Regions from separate parts of the Rattus norvegicus genome. Here region 1 is linked to region 2. Evidence: chromatin contacts called from public Hi-C data. All regions are on one chromosome and are shown on one strand. The core of a region is the stretch at or near the end of the contact, and the rest is flanking DNA. Distances in the headings are between cores, read along the strand shown. Region 1 overlaps LOC120096556 (a long non-coding RNA gene). Region 2 holds the start of Zfp326 (zinc finger protein 326).

Region 1 (6,028 bases), core at 504-3,003, 45 kb before region 2:
CGTGGTCGGTTTCTGTGGGTGCTGTGGGTCTGACCCCTTGGCCTCAGGGTTACATAGTAAACATCTCAATGACTGAAATGCCATCCCTCCAGCTCTCCAAAGCTGACTGTAAACAGTAGGAATGGCAGGATGCCACGGCTCGCTTGGCTTGCAGCGAAGAGCCGGTCTACAGAGACTGTAATCGGCAACCACATCCAAAGCTGGGTGCTGGCCGCTCTGCCCCAGGCATCTGCTGTCTAATCACTCAGAACTGATGGGCGCGAGATCCCTCCAACAGCATCAAGGGCTGCCTTTCCTCTTACTCAGTTTCTATTAACTTTATCAGCTCTTAATAATGCCCCTGAATTCGTAAGAGCTCACGGTCAATTGATTTAAATGCCACCCCCATGGCTCCGTTTGCACACAGCAACATTCTGAAAGAAACGGAACTGCAAGATGCGGATTCATCTAAAGATTCCTTTAGATTCCAAACACAGTAAGAAACCGGGCCCCAGGGTCCCGTGAGTCCATGAATCCTTGTGACTGTGTTAGGGTCAAGCGCACCAGATACGAGGACAGCAGCTCAGACATGTTTTGGCTGAAGAATGTTTTGTCTTTCTCAAGTTCCTTGAGTGTCCATCTGAAGAACTGGTTTTATCTGACCCTTGAGCATCCTTGGCAAACAGTGGGTGGACCCTTAGCCACTGACAAAAAGGACTTTGAAGTTTTATTTTGCTTTGAGACAAGGGTCTTCTGTGGTTCAAGCTGCTTTCTAACTCACAGTGTAGCCAAGAGACCTTGAAAATGGACTCTTCCTGTCTCCCCCTCCCAAGTGACAGAGCTACAAATGAGCAGAGCAAACTCCACAGACTCAGTGGTGTAGGTGGAGCAGAGACATTGTGCACGCTAGGTGAGGACTCTACATCTCAAGCCCCTCCGGTGTGTTTAAATAGTCCATGTTTAAGTGAAGCCTACAGAGTCTTAGAGAACACATGCCCGCCACCCCCTACCATCCCCTTCCCACCCTGAACACAAGATTGGCTTTCTCAGTTCAGAAAGGTAAGCTTCATGTCATTGTAGAGGTCCCAGTTTTAGTAATGGGAATTAAGTAACCCAGGAACAGGCAGAGAAAGTTTATTGTTTAGAATTTGTGGCCAGCAGGCCCTGCTGTATGGAAGTTTTCGGGTATAAAGCAGGGCTTTCTATTGTAAGTCTCTGCCTTTTGTAACTACCTCCCTCCCCTGGTTTCCACATTAACCAGTAACCAGACCCTTCAAGTCGCTGATGGCAGCAAACTCCAGAGTGCCCTTGACGCCAGCGCCCAGCCCTTGTTCCCACTTACCTTGCTGAAGAGAGGCCAGAGGGCTGTCCTCCCGCCGATCCCAGCGGGACTTTTCATCAGTGATTCATCCCAGCAAAATAGCCCCTTTATTAGTTGAACTCCCCAAACAAAGGCCGGACAAAGCAAAAGCCCTTTCATCAAAAGAAGGGAACAAAACCGTTCCCGAATGTCCTCTAACTCTGGACTGCCGCACAGAGCGGCCCTGTCTAGGCCTGGCCAGCTGTGGCTTTCCTAGAGAGGTGTACCTGCTGGAGGCTGGGACAGGCTGGAACAAGGGTCAAGACCAGCAGACACCAGTGACCTACTTAACCCACTTTTGTTGCTGTAGTTTGGTTTTAATTTTGATGTTGAGGATCAGACCCAGGCTCTTTGCACGCTAAGTGCATTCTCTACCTCTGAGGTATACTGCCGACTCCTTTATGACGTGTATTGTTTTTGATGAGGTCCCAATGTTAAGTCAGGCTGGCCCCATGCTTGGATTCCTGAGTGTAGGAAACTGGGTGTGTGTCACCACACATGGCTAAGTATAGTCTCTAGAAGCCATGTACAAAGCTGAGTGTGTTCGCACACATGCCTGCAATCCTCCACACTGGGGCCAGAGACAGGAGGATTATGGGACATGCTGACCCAGACCTAGCCTCAGATTCAGTGAGACACACTACCTTATAGAAATAAGGCAGAGAATGGAACAGGACACCCAACTGTGTCTTCCTTTGGACTCCATAGGTACAGGGGCATGTGCACATACATGTACATATTCCATACTACACACACACACACACACACACACACACACACACACACACGTAAAATCTTGAAAATTAAAACCCTGTTTTCTGTAACTCATGTACCTGATGCTCCTCTCAAGTATATGGTAAGTATCCTGACTATGACTTTCTTTTATGTCTAAAGCTCATGAAACCGCTTCACGCTGAGAAGCCTTAGTCAGGGCAAGCCAGAGATGTACTACTCCGGGTGAGCTGACTCCATGTGCCCGAGTCACAGAGACACCCTTACTTGCCTCAGAATAAACTCTTATTTCATTTGAGGAAAGAGCTGCACTTGGTTTACATCAACAGGAATCGTGCCCGTCTTCCAGTTGGGAAAACTGAGGCTAGGCAATCTGTCTAAAGCACCCACACAGCAGAACGGAAATGGGTCTGCACAGGACACCAGACTTTACACTCTTTTATTCCAAATACAGAGCAGTGACTGGGCTCTGTCTGTCAGCAACTCTGAAGTGAGCGTGAATATCCACTTATATTAATATGCCCAGAGCTAGGATCCCCCATGTTTCAGCATCAGATATTTTTAGTTTGTCTCCACATCTGCCCTTGTACTACTTGTTAGGAAAGGGCAACCCACCCAAGGTACCGCAGTCATGTTCCCTCATTAAATGCTGAAGGCGTGGTGTCCTTACTGGGAAATGAGGGCACTCTGTCGGGACTGTTCGAGGAGAGTCAGTGTGGTGCAGGCTGGCATTCAGCAGATGCAGAGAGGTGGGAGCAGGCAAATGCTGGATCCTTCGCAGGCCCCTTGGGGCAGATGTGGCTTTTCTCTCAGCACGGCATTTCAGGGCGGATTCCCAGGCTGTCACAGCCCGGGCAGCAGCAGGCGGCTACACTGCTCTGACCTTTATTCTTCCTGCACTGCTTTTTTTCTGGGTAGTCACCATAGTTGGCATCTGGGATAGGGCAGGAAGACATGTTTGTGGTCTGTGCAGGGGAAGGGGCCGGGCCCTATGAATGAACTGCTTGGAACAGAGATGAAGGAATCTTGGGATTACAGTGCAGTTCTCTCAGCCCTGCTGGCCAATGTGCTCCTGACAGATGTGAATTTCAGAGCCCCCAGGAGGAACGCGTGCGAGAGCGGGGGGGAGGAATATGTGTACTGTCTGTGTATTAGTGGGGGTGGTTGTCGGGGTGGAATCTGTATGTGAATTAGTGTCTGTGTGTGTAAGTGTGGTATGTGTGAGTATGTATGTGTGGTGTGTGTGTGGTGTATATGAGTGTGTGGTGTGGTATATAGGGGAGGTGTGTATGTGTGCTGTATGTATAATACAAGTATGTTATGTGCTGTGTTGTATGTGTGTGGTGTGTATGTGTGTGGTATATGTGTAGTGTGTGTGCATATGTATATGTAGTGTGTGTGGTATGTATATGTGTGTTATGTGTGTATGGGTATGTGGTGTGTATATGTGTGATGGGGTATGTATGTGTGTGGTATGTGGAAGTATGTGTAGTATGTGATGTGTATGTTACCTTTGAACCCCTTATAAAAGCGAGAGAAACCTTGAGAAGATAACAGCACAGCTCACATTAGCACACAGTTCACGTATAGTCACTATTAGCAGATTTCCCTCACTTGCGATGACTAAAATTAGAGTCAATAGTGGCCAAGACCTAAGGAAGGAACTCCAAGGAAGCCAGGAAAAGGGCGGGAATGTTTTCAAATGTTGTAAACACTTATTCTGCCATTTGCAGAATAAAATTAGCCAGTGACGCATCCCCCGGGTGGTGTCTTCCCCCAGCCAGAGTGACAAACACTGTGTGAGCTCCATCCACGGATCACAGGTACTAAGGTACCCTGCTCCACTGAGTCTGTAGTGGCTGCAATCCTAAATTAATATTCTTGGCCTCAGACTTTATTCCTTGTGAATAAGTGGCCTTTTCCCAACAGTGTAACCACCTGCCCCTTGCCACTGGCTCTGAGAAGCCACAGGCATGGTGGTTAGGTTTAGACGACTACAACTTCCTCCTGGAAAATCAGTCAGCAAGGTGAGTTTCGCTTCGCTGCCTGTAGAATGAACCTGCTGGTGCTAATGGCCTCAGAGCACATCGGGGAAGGTAAGATGCGGTCACACAAAAGAAACCCCTCAGAGCAACACACGGCCAGTGTGTCTGAAATATTTACGATTTGTGTCTATTACAAGCATAAACATAAACCTGGAAGACAAGGCGACGGGAACAGACCGGTCTAGGTGAGGGAATGCACACTGGGCAGGAAGGCCTGGCCTAGCCTTGCTCCCAAGGACAAGCGCTTCACCCTTATGGGTTTGTTTACGTTGCTTAGCACATTGGGGCTGTCACACACTGAAATGTTAAGAACCCTCTTTAGTTGGCTATGATTATTTATAATTAGTACTCCAAACTTGGGTCAGGCCCAGTGGTCCATCTGGACAACGGCCCCAAGACACATTTCTAAAGAATGACTACAAAGAACGATTCCTAGAGCTGATATATCAGGCGTGTGTGTGTGTGTGTGTGTGTGTGTGTGTGTGTGTGTTTGTGCATGCTTGTGCTTGTGTGTGCATATACATGTATATGTGCTTGTGCATATGTATGTGCTTGTGCATGTGTGTATGTACATGTGCCTCTGAGTATCTGTGTGTGTGTGTGCATGCTTGTGCATTTGTGTATGCATGTACCTCTGTGTGTGTGCTTGTATGCCCTGGTACATGTGTGTGTGCATATACATGTATGTGTGCTTGTGCATGTGTATGTATGTACTTGTACATGTGTGTGTCTATGTGTGTGCCCTACTTGAAAACTAGGGGAGCCATAAAAATCTCAGGTTCATAGAGCAGATGACTAAGATGATCCTTCAAAAAACAAGGGGAAAGAGGACACTTTCATCCGTGATGCTCCTGAAAGTGGAAGGGAGGTACGGGTGATGCTTAGGAAGTCTGTATTGCTCAGGGACACAGACAGCATCATTCCCTTCCCTGCGGCTCATCAAGTCACGTACTAAAGGAAGGGAGTGAATCTGTCTTTCAAGAGAGCACACCACCTGACCTTTGCACTTTGACCTCCCAGTCCACACCTAGAAACAGCTGTCTGAGAAAATGTAAAATCTCAACCTTGGAGTTTCAGCTTGATTTGCTATATTTTAAAACTGTAAAAAGACCTTGCAACAAACTGATTATCATCTCATTATATGACAATCAACCTCCTACCCCGCCCACTGCTTGGTTTTAGAACCCTTTAGAATTCAGCTGTGTCTACAAAGGAGGAAAAGCAGGTTAGGATTATTCTTTCCTTCCCTCTCCTCCTCTCCCTCCTCCCCCACCCTTCTCCCCTTACCCCTCCTCTTCTTTTAGTGTTTTGTTTTTTGTTTGGTTGATAGGTTCTTGAAGTAGGGTTTCTCTATGTAGCCCTGATTGACCTGGAGCTCACTATGTAGACCAGGCTGGCCTTGAACTCAGAGATCTGCCTGCCTCTGCCTCCTGAGTACTGAGATTAAAGGCATGCACACAACACCAAGTTTACTATTTTCTTTTGAAGACAGAGTCCCAATTAGCCTTGAACTTGCTCTGGAGTGAAGGATGTCCCCGAACTCCTAACACATCTGCCTCTCATCCCTGGGTGCTGTGGTTATAAGTGTATACTTCCTTGCTCAGTTTATAAACTGGGAATCAAACCCAGAACTTACTGCATTCTGGGCAAATGTTCTACCAACTCAGTCCTAGCCTTAGTTCATTCATATGTGTGTCACACACACAAGCATGCACACACATGTGCTGTGTGCATGAATCCATGGGAGCACGTATGTGCATGTGGAGGCCAGATGCCACCCTTGTGTGTCCTTCCTCAGTTGGTGTTGTAAGAAATGACTATGATAATTCACTTTCAACAGTGCCTCAAGCTAATTTAAGTTCTAGAAGAATCAACAGAAAAGGATAGACCCCTGCTGGCTAGTCTAGGCATC
Region 2 (6,082 bases), core at 119-2,618:
TCACTTGGGCCCGAGTGAGGCTGAAGGGCAGAGAAATCAAGAGTTTTGCAGGGAGGCAGTGAGTGTCCTAGCTCAGGTAGTGGCCGCGCAAATGGAAAAGGCAGGGGCGGACTTAAGATATTTTAGGTGGCAATATGATGATCAAAGGCTCCATTTGTGTGTGGATTGGAAGTGGGAGGCTGGAGGAGCAGTATTAGTGGGCGGTTGCGCGTGGTGAACTGCCGGAAGAATCCGAGAATAAGCAGGTCTGAGAAGGGAAATTGTGAGTTCGGTTTTCAACACGTTCAGCCCAGGTGAACAGAAAACGTGTGGGAGGGGAGAAGAGAAGGAATCAGGGAAAGGGTGGAGAACCGGATGAGTCAAGGAGGGTGGAGGAGGAAGACGATGAGCAGGACACAAGGCCGTGCCCAGATTTCCGTGCCCAGATTTGGGGCTACTGTGGTACACCTTGCTGTGCTTCCCGTTTTATTTCCTGCTTCCTCCGAACGGGATTTAGCAAATGGGTTGAACCCCGAAAAAGTGCTTAGAATTTGACTTCTGGCTTCCTATCTGGTAACCAATTTGTTGTCACCGCCATTTGCTCTGTGAAAACAGAAAGAAAATTAAGTTATTTAAAACTGTGGTTCAAGACCAAAATAGTCTTCCCATAGTGTTCCTGAGTGAATACCTTTGTGTCTGCTCCAACACGATTTTTTTTTTCTTTTTTTTCGGAGCTGGGGACCGAACCCAGGGCCTGCAAGCGCTCTACCACTGAGCTAAATCCCCCAACCCCTCCAACACATTTTTTAAAGTGGAATAATCTCTGTCTCTCTGTCTGTCTCCCTCTCTCTTTCACTGTCCTTGGAGCTGTGGACTACTTTCTTCCTGCCAAATCTTTCCCATCTGCGAACTTTCACAGCTGTTTTACACCTTAAACCCCAGCAGTGGCTAGCAGCCTGTCTGGGGATAGTCTCATGATCGTTTCGTATTTGGCAATCTGGGCTCCTGTGCACGCCCCACACTTCTGTGTGTGTCAGAGGAAGGAACTCCATAAGAACTTGGAATCTCTCCTCCACACTCCTCCAGCCAACAGAAGCCAAAGGTCGCCATGTGATTTGGTGAGTTCGTGCAAGAGAAAGAAAAGTACTCCCTCCTGGACCCCGTCGCTCTTGCCAGGCTCCAACATGGCCGGCCAAACGGAGTCCTTCCAGAACATCCCTCTCCAGCCTTCCGCGCTCCCGTTTCACCTTCCGTCCGCCGCGCTCCCCAGGGTCAGGACCCAGGAGCCAGACAACCGCCTCGCTTCCCGACCCCCACGCGAGACCCGCCCACCGCCTCGCGTCCGCCAATCGAAGGCCGTTCTGAGGCGACTGGCAGGCCCGTCCGGCCCCGCCCCCAGCCTCGCTGTGGCCTGCGGCTTCCCGGCCAGTAGCGCCGCTGTCGGTCGCGCGGGCCGATCGTGTGGACACCGTCGTGTCGCGGGCGCTTGCCTCGGGCCACAGCGCAGCGCCGGGACCGTCATCCCCGCGGCGTCGAGCATGGACTTCGAGGACGGTGAGCGGCGCGCGGGGCGGGCCGCCGCGGCGGGCGGGCGGGAGGGCGGCGGGCGGCCTGCGCCGGGGGTCTGTTTACCGCCTCAAGATGGCCGTGTGGCTTTGTTCTGTGGGCCGCGCGGCGGCCGCGGGCCGGGGCGGGAGCCCCGTGGTCCCGGAGCCGCACGCGAGGGTGCGGCCGACGGGAGCCTTGCTCCCTAGGGGGTCGGCCTCTCTGCGAGCCCCGCGGCCTCGCCCGCGGCCGCCTGCAACTTCCCGGCCTGGCCGAGCGGTGACCCAGCTCACGGGGCCCTCGGGGCAGCGACCCGGTGGCGGGTGGAGCCGGTCCTCACCGCGTTGCCCCGGGCTCTGGAATCTTGCTCGACACAGGCTGCCTCGGGCTCATGCGGTGCTTCTCTGTGAGGCGAGTAAAAAGGGCGTCCCTAAGCTTAGTTCCATCGAGGTGGGCTTCGCTTCCCTCAGAAGCAAAATCTGCAAGTTATTACCACGTAGCAGACCGGGCTGTTTGATATCTCACCTGCTTTACCTGCTTGTGAATACCTCATCTGAAACAGTTCCTTGACAGTAGTGCATCTTTATTTAAAGGATGGCGGTGGTGGGGCTTGTGTATGGATGCTGCCTAAGTTAGAATTCTGGCACGGCGAGCCCCAGATGCCCTTCACGTTCAGCTAGATCGGTGCACAGCACTCCTAGTTGGACTTGCTGATTAAATAAACCGATTTGTAAGGTTGCTTTTCAGACCTCTCTGCACTAGTTCTTACAGCCGTTCTGCCCAGGGCGGTGAAGTACAGTTAATTTGACATCTTCAGACCTTGCTCAACTTTTATAGGAATCAGTGTCACGATAAAGCGATCTATAGTAGTGACAGTGTTAGGAGACAGTTTAGGATTAAACTGGGTGTAATCTCCAGGAACTAGGTATTTCTAAATAAAACCGGTCCATTTCTTGTTATGGAAGCCTCTGCCTCCACCAGAAATGGACTTTGACACTGAATAAGGTGTGATTTTAGCATATGTTGTATTGCATGAACTTCTGATTTTTGATTTGCTACAAGAAGTTAAGGTTGTTAAGTGTAAGTATAGGAGAAAGAATCACCCCTTTCGGAGTACTTTTCAGTCGCTTTGAAGTAGTTTAGCTCTTCGGAATAGCTTGTGCTTTTAGTACTGGACTGTGACTCATTCTGATGTAGGTGACTCTAAATTACAACTCTTTGCAATAGCCAGAGTTGACATTGAAAAGAAAAAGTATGTTTTAGACCAAAGTTTGATGACACTACCAACGTATGTGGTGTGCCAGAAGTTAACCTTGTAGTGTGTGTGCAGAGTGAGGGGAGTCAGTCAGTGAGGAAATCCATTTTCTGTAGAGAATTGAAAAAATAGCTGTCAAATTTGGAGTGTTTGCTTTCACTATAATGATAACAAAAATAACAATGTTAGTGATAATCTCTTAACTGCCCATCCCTAGCCACCACTGCTGCAGTTGGGCTGTAGATTTGAGTATGTCTGAGTCTGAACCTGTCGTGTGCCAGGATTTGGTTATATCTAGAAACTCTATTAAATTCTGTTCTTTCAGTCTTTATTTGTTGAGTTAAATAAAGGCTTTACCATTATGCCTGGATGGATACAGCCCACACACTCATACATATATGCATATGTGTTTTTACACAAGCTTCTGAAGTATTTAGAGAGAACAGATGACGTGGTAAAACAAATGCTGACCTTGACACATTTGTATCCCACAAGATCAGTTTCCACATCCATCACCCTCTTTGAAAGTTTGTTTTACCTTTACTTGATGTAAATTAAATTAATACTGGGTCTCCTCTTTTGGCAGTTACAAATATGGACATAAACTAGTTTTTATATTGCCAGTAGGCAGGGAAGGAGTAATATGTTTCCCCACGTGCATATTTGTAGTTATTCGAACCCCAGTTTTTTTTGTAATTGATTTAATGACTGAGTAGATGAGTATGCAGATCTGGGCTTTGCTCACAGCACACTAATTCCTTGCTGTTTCTGTGTCTTCGTAGATTATGTGCACTCTACGTGCAGGAGTGCTTACCAGGACTTCAACGGTGAGTGTCCTCTCCCGTCTCCTTTTAACCTTGCTGAGCCGATATAGCTTGGCTTTTCTCCTCATATCCATGGAGACACAAATGTTAATGCAGGAAGCCCGTGCCACTTTGTTTCAGATGTTCTTTTGACTTTTGATTTATAAATCTCAGTGTTAATGTCAGACTAAATATAGCGTTTGTTTTTCTGGTGTGTGTGTGCGTGTGTGTGTGTGTGTGTGTGTGTGTGTGTGCGTGCGTGCGTGCGAGAGAGAGAGAGAGAGAGAGAGAGAGAGAGAGAGAGATTGTGAACATGTACACTTGCTAGAGTCTGAAGAAGCCATCCGGGTCTTCTGCCACACTGATGTCTCCAGTTCTGTGTACAGTGTTTGAACTTGGGATCAGAAGAAGAAGTTAGGTTACTTGGACTTTGCATCTGTTTTATTTTACATAGGATTCTTTACTTCTTACTACTTTCTCAGTGATAGATTTGCAGGAAACTGGCTGAATGACTTTTGTTGACAAGACATTGGTGTTGAGTTACATAGATTAAGTGGATTTCTATCTTGGTTCTAGGCAACTTTTGTTGTAATACATGTTGGCTTTGTTTTCGAGGCCATTTTCCCTGAGCAAATGTGTGATAGAAAGCTGTCCAGAGGAAACCGTAACGAGGCCTGGTTACTTGTTAACAAAGCCTGATGCTGGCTTGTGGTTAGCTGCAGCCGTAGGAGACAATGCAGAATGCCATGCATATTGTTTTGATAGTTAATATCGTTAAGACCCAAGATGATAACAGAAAAAGGAAGCACAGAATAATTTGGAGGTTAAACAAAACAAAACATTACATGAAACACACGGGGGAGTGGTAGATATGTTAAACTACCAGAGAAATGCAAAATCTAGCTGTCATATCAAATATCTATTCATGAAACCAAAGCAGATGGACTAGTAAAGTCTATACCATTAAAAATGTTTATGTGTGAGTGAGCCTGCTTTTCTGTGTGTATGCCATGTGTGCACAATGCTGTTGAACTCCAGAAGAAGGCATTGGGTCCCTGGAACTGGGTTACATGTGATTGCATGCAGCTTGATGTGGTGCTGGGAATCAAACCTGGGTCTCCTGTGAGAGCAGCAGGTGCTCTTGTCCTTACCTGCTGAGCCATCTTTCCAGGCCTGTTCTTATGGATATAGTTAATTTTTAGCATCTCTAAAAATTAAGAGGTACTTCAGATTTGAGAAAGGCTATTGTCATATAGAAAGTATTATGTATTTAATGAGTGCTGAAGAATCTATTTTTGAAGACAGCGATGTAGTAAAATTAACAGTTTAATTTTGTGTCAACATTAGGACAGATTAGAGGATGGAAAATTGGCTAAAGAAAATCTTAGTACATTTGTATGTATGGAAATGATGGTGCTCAGTTTAAAAAATGTTAAGGTGTTTCAGCAATTAGCTGAATGTAGAGGCTACTCATAGCGAGTAGAGAGCGGTTAAATGAAAGTGAGTCCACAATTCTAAAGTCGTAAGGTCAGTGGGTTTCTGAAACGACAGAAAGCTTTGCTGGAGAGTTAGTTGAGTTCTATAAAGGTAGTCCTCGGAATTCAGCATCACATAGGCCAAGTTTATTTCATTACTAATGTTAAAAAACTCCTTCGTGGGGTTGGGGATTAGCTCAGTGGTAGAGCGCTTGCTAAGGCCCTGGGTTCGTTCCCCAGCTCCGAAAAAAAAAGAAAAGGTCCTTCGTATTGCATCTTTTATATATATTTTAATATAACTCCAGGAGGGATTCGCCTCTGAAGATACTGTCATAGTACCATAGACACAAACGCTGCCTGCCACATGAGGATTGTTCAGGCTGTAGCCTAGACCTCTTGGTGCTTAATTCTAGGCAAAGGTCCCTAACTGTGGGCAGAGCACTCTGAATGAAAGATGTTGCTCTTACCTCTGGCTAATGTTCCCTACTTGAAAGTTCTTGGAGAGTGGGTTGGGGATTTAGCTCAGTGGTAGAGCGCTTGCCTAGCAAATGCAAGGCCCTAGGTTCGGTCCCCAGCTCCGAAAAATAGAAAAAAATAGAAAAAAGAAAGTACTTGGAGGTCTTAGTTGTTTGCATTTTATAAATGAGAAACTTCATTTCAGGGGTTTGGTTTGACTTCATTTAACAATACCTTTTTAGTACTTGTGTGTGTGTATCTGGGTAATGTTCTGAGTCTTGGGACTTACCTGTGAACAGAGTGGACAGATCCTTCCACCTCTGTGGAACTCATTTCCAGTCTGAAGGGATCAAACACACAGAATACAGTTTTAAAATAATGTATGTTAGAAGATAACAATTTTGAGGGAAAGGCCCAAGAAACAGATGACATCTGAGCATAGACTGAGAGGAGGTGAGTGGGGCTGCCGTCTGAAGAAAGACTGTAGCAGACTGTAGGAAACACGAACAGAGTTGTGTTGGCTCCACATGAAGCCAATAGTGTATGCTTAGCCTGGGGTTGGCTATCTT

What was found. Hi-C and Micro-C count contacts between places; a contact is called where the count stands out from the background.
Region 1: a contact with region 2 is called in a Hi-C map of liver, with 2.0 times the contacts expected there. The contact joins the enhancer-like site here to the promoter of Zfp326 in region 2. A contact is called at or near these places in 5 of 12 Hi-C or Micro-C datasets (Schwann cells, kidney and liver).

What each region holds. Positions count from the first base shown.
Region 1 is chr14:4,325,931-4,331,958 of GRCr8, reverse strand. LOC120096556 (a long non-coding RNA gene) reads right to left here. Exons shown (of 2, transcript XR_010057425.1): 2 at 2,477-3,005. Among named protein-coding and RNA genes, the nearest start is that of Lrrc8d, 21 kb to the left of the region's middle. Within about 2 kb of position 1,753, at least 25 of the 93 cell types and tissues checked have an H3K27ac peak or open chromatin away from gene starts, as enhancers often do. A contact at or near this core is called in Schwann cells, kidney and liver, where this site is marked.
Region 2 is chr14:4,280,545-4,286,626 of GRCr8, reverse strand. Zfp326 (zinc finger protein 326) reads left to right here and starts at 1,368. Exons shown (of 11, transcript XM_039092634.2): 1 at 1,368-1,533. The coding sequence starts at 1,518.